Linked DNA regions of Ovis aries: region 2 is linked to region 1. A link is a contact called in public Hi-C data. All regions are on one chromosome and are shown on one strand. Each heading gives the region's core, a stretch centred on a gene start, on an enhancer-like site or on the middle of the called end of the contact. The rest is flanking DNA. Distances are from core to core; before and after follow the strand shown. Region 1 has its middle 40 kb from the start of MARCO. Region 2 holds the start of C2H2orf76 (chromosome 2 C2orf76 homolog).

Evidence for each region. Hi-C and Micro-C count contacts between places; a contact is called where the count stands out from the background.
Region 2: a contact with region 1 is called in a Hi-C map of tail adipose tissue, with 4 times the contacts expected there. The contact joins the promoter of C2H2orf76 here to the enhancer-like site in region 1. A contact is called at or near these places in 4 of 16 Hi-C or Micro-C datasets (blood, hypothalamus, mesenteric adipose tissue and 1 more).

What each region holds. Positions count from the first base shown.
Region 1 is chr2:184,316,814-184,319,557 of ARS-UI_Ramb_v3.0, reverse strand. No RefSeq gene overlaps it. Among named protein-coding and RNA genes, the nearest start is that of MARCO, 40 kb to the right of the region's middle. Within about 2 kb of position 1,332, at least 6 of the 54 cell types and tissues checked have an H3K27ac peak or open chromatin away from gene starts, as enhancers often do. A contact at or near this core is called in tail adipose tissue, where this site is marked.
Region 2 is chr2:184,767,018-184,769,761 of ARS-UI_Ramb_v3.0, reverse strand. C2H2orf76 (chromosome 2 C2orf76 homolog) reads left to right here and starts at 1,318. Exons shown (of 8, transcript XM_060411179.1): 1 at 1,318-1,438.

The DNA.
Region 1 (2,744 bases), core at 83-2,582:
GTTGAGAATGCTGTCCTGCTAATTTTACCCAGTTCCTCTTCAGCCCCACAACTAGCCACCAGTCAGCCACAGCACCAGCATGCCACATGCTGCGGCCAAGTTCTGTGGTCACTGTGGTTCCAAAGGGGTTTCCTCAGCTTAGCTCAGCCGGAGAGCTAATCAGAGAACCCACTTGGCAGACGTGCAGGCAGCAACTCTCCTGCTGTGTGAATCCCCCTCTACTTCTTATTAGCTGCATGTAGTTCTCTTAGGCCATTATTGCTATATAACAAACCACCCCTAAACCTAGTGGCTTTCAACCACAACCATCTGTGATTACTTACGGATTTATGGGTTAGTCTTCTGATGTGGGCCAGGCTTGACCAGTCTCAGCTGGGCTCACTAACGTGACTGTGGCCAACTGTACGCTGACTCACGGATGATGACCTCAGCGGGGGCAATTGGGTCATGCTTCACACACTTCACACTCCTTCACATGCCTCCTCCATTAAGTTTAGCCGGGGTTAGTTTCATATCATGGTGGGAATTCCGAGAGAGATAGTGAAAGCCCTGCTTCCTGTTGAGAAGAGCAGCAGTCACGTTGCAAAGGCTATCAATAGAAAGATGGTGAACTGGAGCCAACATACCGCAGTGCCAAACCTCGCAGAGACTCAGTTTGCATACTTGTTAGGTGGGAATGGTGTCCCTTGTATCGTGCTGCTGTGGTGTGCTGTGTTCTTCGATGGGATAGTTGGTCAGGTGTGGCCTCAAGAGGGGACCCAGAAGAGTTGTAGGGATTACACTCACCAAGACAGAGTCCCTACAGGTTGAGAGGGGCCCCAGGGAGTGGGTCAGCCACTTAGCCGGGGAGCCAGGAGAGGGTGAAGACTCATGGACAAGGGTCTTCACTGGGGGGTCAGCATGGGGTACACAAGCAAACAGTGTGAGGGGATTTCATTGGTGCATTTGAATATCACTAGGTCACAGTCACTGTGGGTAGGGGGAGGAAGGGGAATTTGTGGCAGGGTCTCAGCTTATCACACCGGTGCACCTGATTACCTGGGCTGGAGCTCACAGCCTGTTTGTGGCGATGCTGAGACAGTGAGTGGGAAGATAGGATCTCTTAAAATTTACAATTCACCTTGCAAAACTTGGACCCCATTTTGTTTCAAAAGCTAATCTCCTAAAGTGTGAAAGGCCTAGTGACTAGATTTGCCTTTGGAGAAAATCTTCCTATTGAGGAACCACTGCACAACAAGGATACGTCTCTTGCCAGAGGAAAGACTGTGAAGCAATACCAATGTTGAAAAGCTAAGTACTCTGTTTAGCATTCCTTCAGCGAGCCAGTCAGAAAATATTTATCACCAGTTTGTTGTGTAAGAGACATTATGTAAGAGAAACTGAATGAACAAAGGGCTGGATGTAACAGAGGGGAAATGAAACATCAAGGCTGCAGGAAGACTTTGTGAGGTTGTCAGGGGCACAGCCTTGTAAGTCACGATGGTGAGTTTGCCCCACTGCCTAAGGGAATGGGGAGCCACTGAAAGATGTAAGCATGGAGCGGCATAGTGAGCTGTATGATTTCTAAAGATCTGTCGGGCCGCTGCCTGCAGAACGGATAGGTGGTTGGTGGAGCATGGTGGAGGAAAGAGACTGATTAGAAGCGCCAAGCCTCCAGGCCACGGGGCAGTGGCCTGGACCGTGAAGGTAGTAGCGATGGAGAGACCTGAGTGGACTGGAGAGACTTTTGGGAGGTAAAATACTTGGTGCCTGGTGGAGGCGTGACATCTGACACCCAGTTTCTGTCTTGAACACTGGATGGAGGGAGCAGGTTTTAGCTGCCGAACTTTGAGGTGCTAGCGTGGAGGCAGCTGACATATATGTAGCCAGAGCTCAGGAGAGAGGTCTTCACTGGAAGTATAGATTGGGGGGTCAACACCTAAGAGATGAAAACCAAAGCCATGGGAGGGAAATTTTGGGTGTGTTGAACCATGTCTTTCAGCTTTCTTGCTGGAGGAGGGGAGGGGTCGGGGGAGGTTGGTCCATTCTCTGTAAGGATTTTTTCAGTTCTGCCTATAAACTATTATTTGTTCCTGTGGAAAGATTGTGTGTGTGTGTGTGAGAGAGAGAGAGAGAGAGAGAGAAGAGCGCATGTATGCTCACACATCCCTAAGGGTGATGCAAGGGGTCCCCCAGGTAGGAACCAGTCCCACAGTCCATCACTCTTGGAGGAGGCAGATCGTGGGAAAGGAGATGAAAATGGGAGAGTTGGGCCTGATGCTGCAGGGAGAACCCTCCTCTATTTCTGTCTCCTCATCTTTCCCGCCTTCCCCAGGGAAGGGCAGGGGGCTTTCATAATACCCTTCCTTCCTGCTTGCTCTGCTCAGACCACCTGGACTTAAAACACTGTGACCAAGTCAGCCAGGCTTGGCTTTTGATAAGTTAAATGGAAAAAACTAGAAAACTGTTTCTGCTTTCCACTCTGCTTTCATGGTTCTTCTGTTTCTAAAGAGGTTCAGGAAGTCACTTTGAGATTCAGATGGGAGAGATGACCCCTCCTCTCTGTTTCAGGTTGGACCTGCTCTTGACTTTCCTTGTGGGTGGGTAGGTGGGGGACTTGTTAGGATAGAAGGAATGGGCAATAAGCTTTGAGAGATAAGGATGTTGATAAGACAGACAAGTTACATTTGTAAAGCATTACATCTTAGAACCCTGACAGGGCCTCCTTCCTCCCTGACCTTCCATTCTTCCATTCTGAAGTGTCA
Region 2 (2,744 bases), core at 69-2,568, 450 kb before region 1:
TCAGAATCGCACACCTTGGCTATGACAATAGGTACACGGTCCGGGGCAGCAACAGTGATGGCCTGATGAGTGGACACATAACCCAGATAGGGCAGTCCCGGGCTTCATATAGGTACACTGTGCTAGTCCCCTTGCTCTGGGTCTCTCAGGCGAGTCATCAGCTTGGGCTGTGTGTGGCCTCAGCCCTCCTCCTGGCATAAGGTAACCCATCCACAGCAGGAGGGAAGCAGGTCAATGTCTATTTTCCATAGCAGACCATCACAGCTCCCGGATCCAGTCTGAGTGGGCTCCCCAGTTCCTATCTTGAGAGCAGGGTTTGCTGTGGGAGTTGAAACAAGTGGAGGAAAAGACCCCCAAGGAGGAAGCTGGGGGCTCCCTAGAGGGTTGGTCACTTTCCATCCAGTTTTTGGATATTCAAGATGTGTTATATATGAACACATATTTTTTGGCTGGCAGCATCTTAGTTCCCTGACCAGGGATTGAACTTGGCCCCTCGACAGTGAAAGAGTCAAATCCTAACCACTGGACAGCCAGGGAATTCTCAAGATGTATCATATTTAAAATCTATGATTATTATGTTGTTTCCAGATATTTTATAGCTGGTATGAATGCAAATTACTTTCTTATACGTAATAATACAATTGAATAGAGGGTCATGAGCACAATGTTCTTCCTTATTTCTTTGCATTTTGAGAGAAATTGTTAAATGAGAGAAAAACACAGTTTGAGCCCCTTCCTAGCAAGCTCCAAGGCATGACAACTGTTTCCCAGAGCTTCAGATAGTTATCGCTTTATTAGAGTCACCTCTGGCTCTCAGTTTCCAAATTGAGACAAGTCCAGAGTTTTCCACTTTTATCTTCTGCTTCAGTTATTTGTGATCATGATCAAGACTGCATCGTAGTTAATCACGGAGGATTTTATTCCAATCAGAGTTGCAGTACTATGTATCTTAATAGGTTGACGATCCAGCAAAGAATGTGATGGTAGAAATGGGCATCTCTTTTCTAGGGAGAGAATAGGTTTTACTTTCCAGTGGCTTAAAACACTGATGACTCTCTTATTCTTCAGGCGGTGGCTCCAAAGAATGAGGCATGTCCCAGGCAGGAAAGCAGGCATGGCTGGAGCAGGGCAGCAGCTTCATCAGCAGAGGCTGAGGCACTAGTACATTGAATGGCTTTGCATCCCGGCCAGGAGGGGGCGCATGTCCTCCGACTATTGACCCCGAGCGTCCTGCTCGGCCCTTAGTGGCCGGCAGGTGGAGCCAGAACCTTCCTGGCCTCTGCACGGGCGCATGCGCACCTCTCCGGCGTCCTTGGCAAGGAGCGGATTTTTCCCTTAGGAAGACGGAGGGCCCGCTGCGGTGGCTCTGGGGCAGTTGCCTGGCGTCGTCGCGTCCGAGGCGGCAAAGCGCTTCCGGCTACGCCGCGCGTCTGAGGAGGTGATCATGTGAAGGGGCTGGTTGTGCAGCGGGCGCCGGTGCGGAAGCTGGGACGGAGGTCGTGCTGCCGAGATGTCTGTCAGGGGCAGGGTGGTTTGTGGGGGATGGCCACCCACTCCAGTGTTCTTGCCTGGAGGATCCCAGGGACGAGGCAGCCTGGTGGGCCGCCGTCTATGGGGTCGCACAGAGTCGGACACGACCGAAGCGACTTAGCGGCAGCAGCAGCAGCACAGATGTATCGTCGTGGAGGGAGATGCGGTGCTGGGGACCCCGCAGCCTCGGGAGAGGGATGAGGAGGACTCAGGACCGGCCTTGGGAGACGCAGGATCCCTGGGCAGAAGGGAGAGTTTACAGTTATCCCCGTTCTTCCGTTACTGTTTGCTCACTTGCCCTCGAAAAGTTATAAATATGTCTGTTTTCCTTACTGACTGAGAGTGTTTGCCTCCCCTTGTCCACAGGGCACTGAACTATTCAGTCCCTGGTGCAAAGATCTTTACTAAATTCCTGGTCTGTGCGGACAATACGGATAGAATGGAATAGTAGTTGAAAAAATACTGAAAAAGTAAAGAGGAAGTGTGTTACATTACTTTAATATTTTAAGTATGCAAAAACCAGGATTTTCTATAACTTTAATTTCCTGACTTTAAAGGAATGCAAATTATCTAAAATATACTTAATATACTTCTTAACCTCATTTCCAGATTAAGATGCTTGGGAAAGGAGCTTATTAAAAAATAAGATTATAGACATTCTAACTTAGCATTCAAATAGAGATATACAAAATTAATCGAAATGCCTTCATATATTGAAGTTATTAGGAGAAAGTTTATAATTTACAAAAGTATTAAAAAAAATACTAGCCATGCTTGACAGTTTATTTTAACACAGTGGCCATCTTAGATATGTGTAAATATTAGGTCATTGAAACATCTTTTGCAGGATTACAATGCAACTAGACATGTTAAAATAATAATATCCAGGTTATTACCAAGTTTTTATAAGAATATAGTGAAAATACTGCAAATCACTTTTAGAAGATCCAAAGACAGTTGTGATTTAAAAAAAAAATACTAGCCATTGCGTATTAAGATAATTTAAGATGAATTATATTAAAACTCAAAACTTTAGCATATGTAAGAGCTGAGACAATGGCTGCTGATTAGAAACTTTTGTAAATTATAAACTTTCTCCTAATAACTTCAATATTTGAAGGAATTTAGATTAATTTTGTATATCTCTATTCGAATGGTAAATTAGAATGTCCATAATTTTATTTTTTAATAAGCTCCTTTCCCAAAAGAATTGA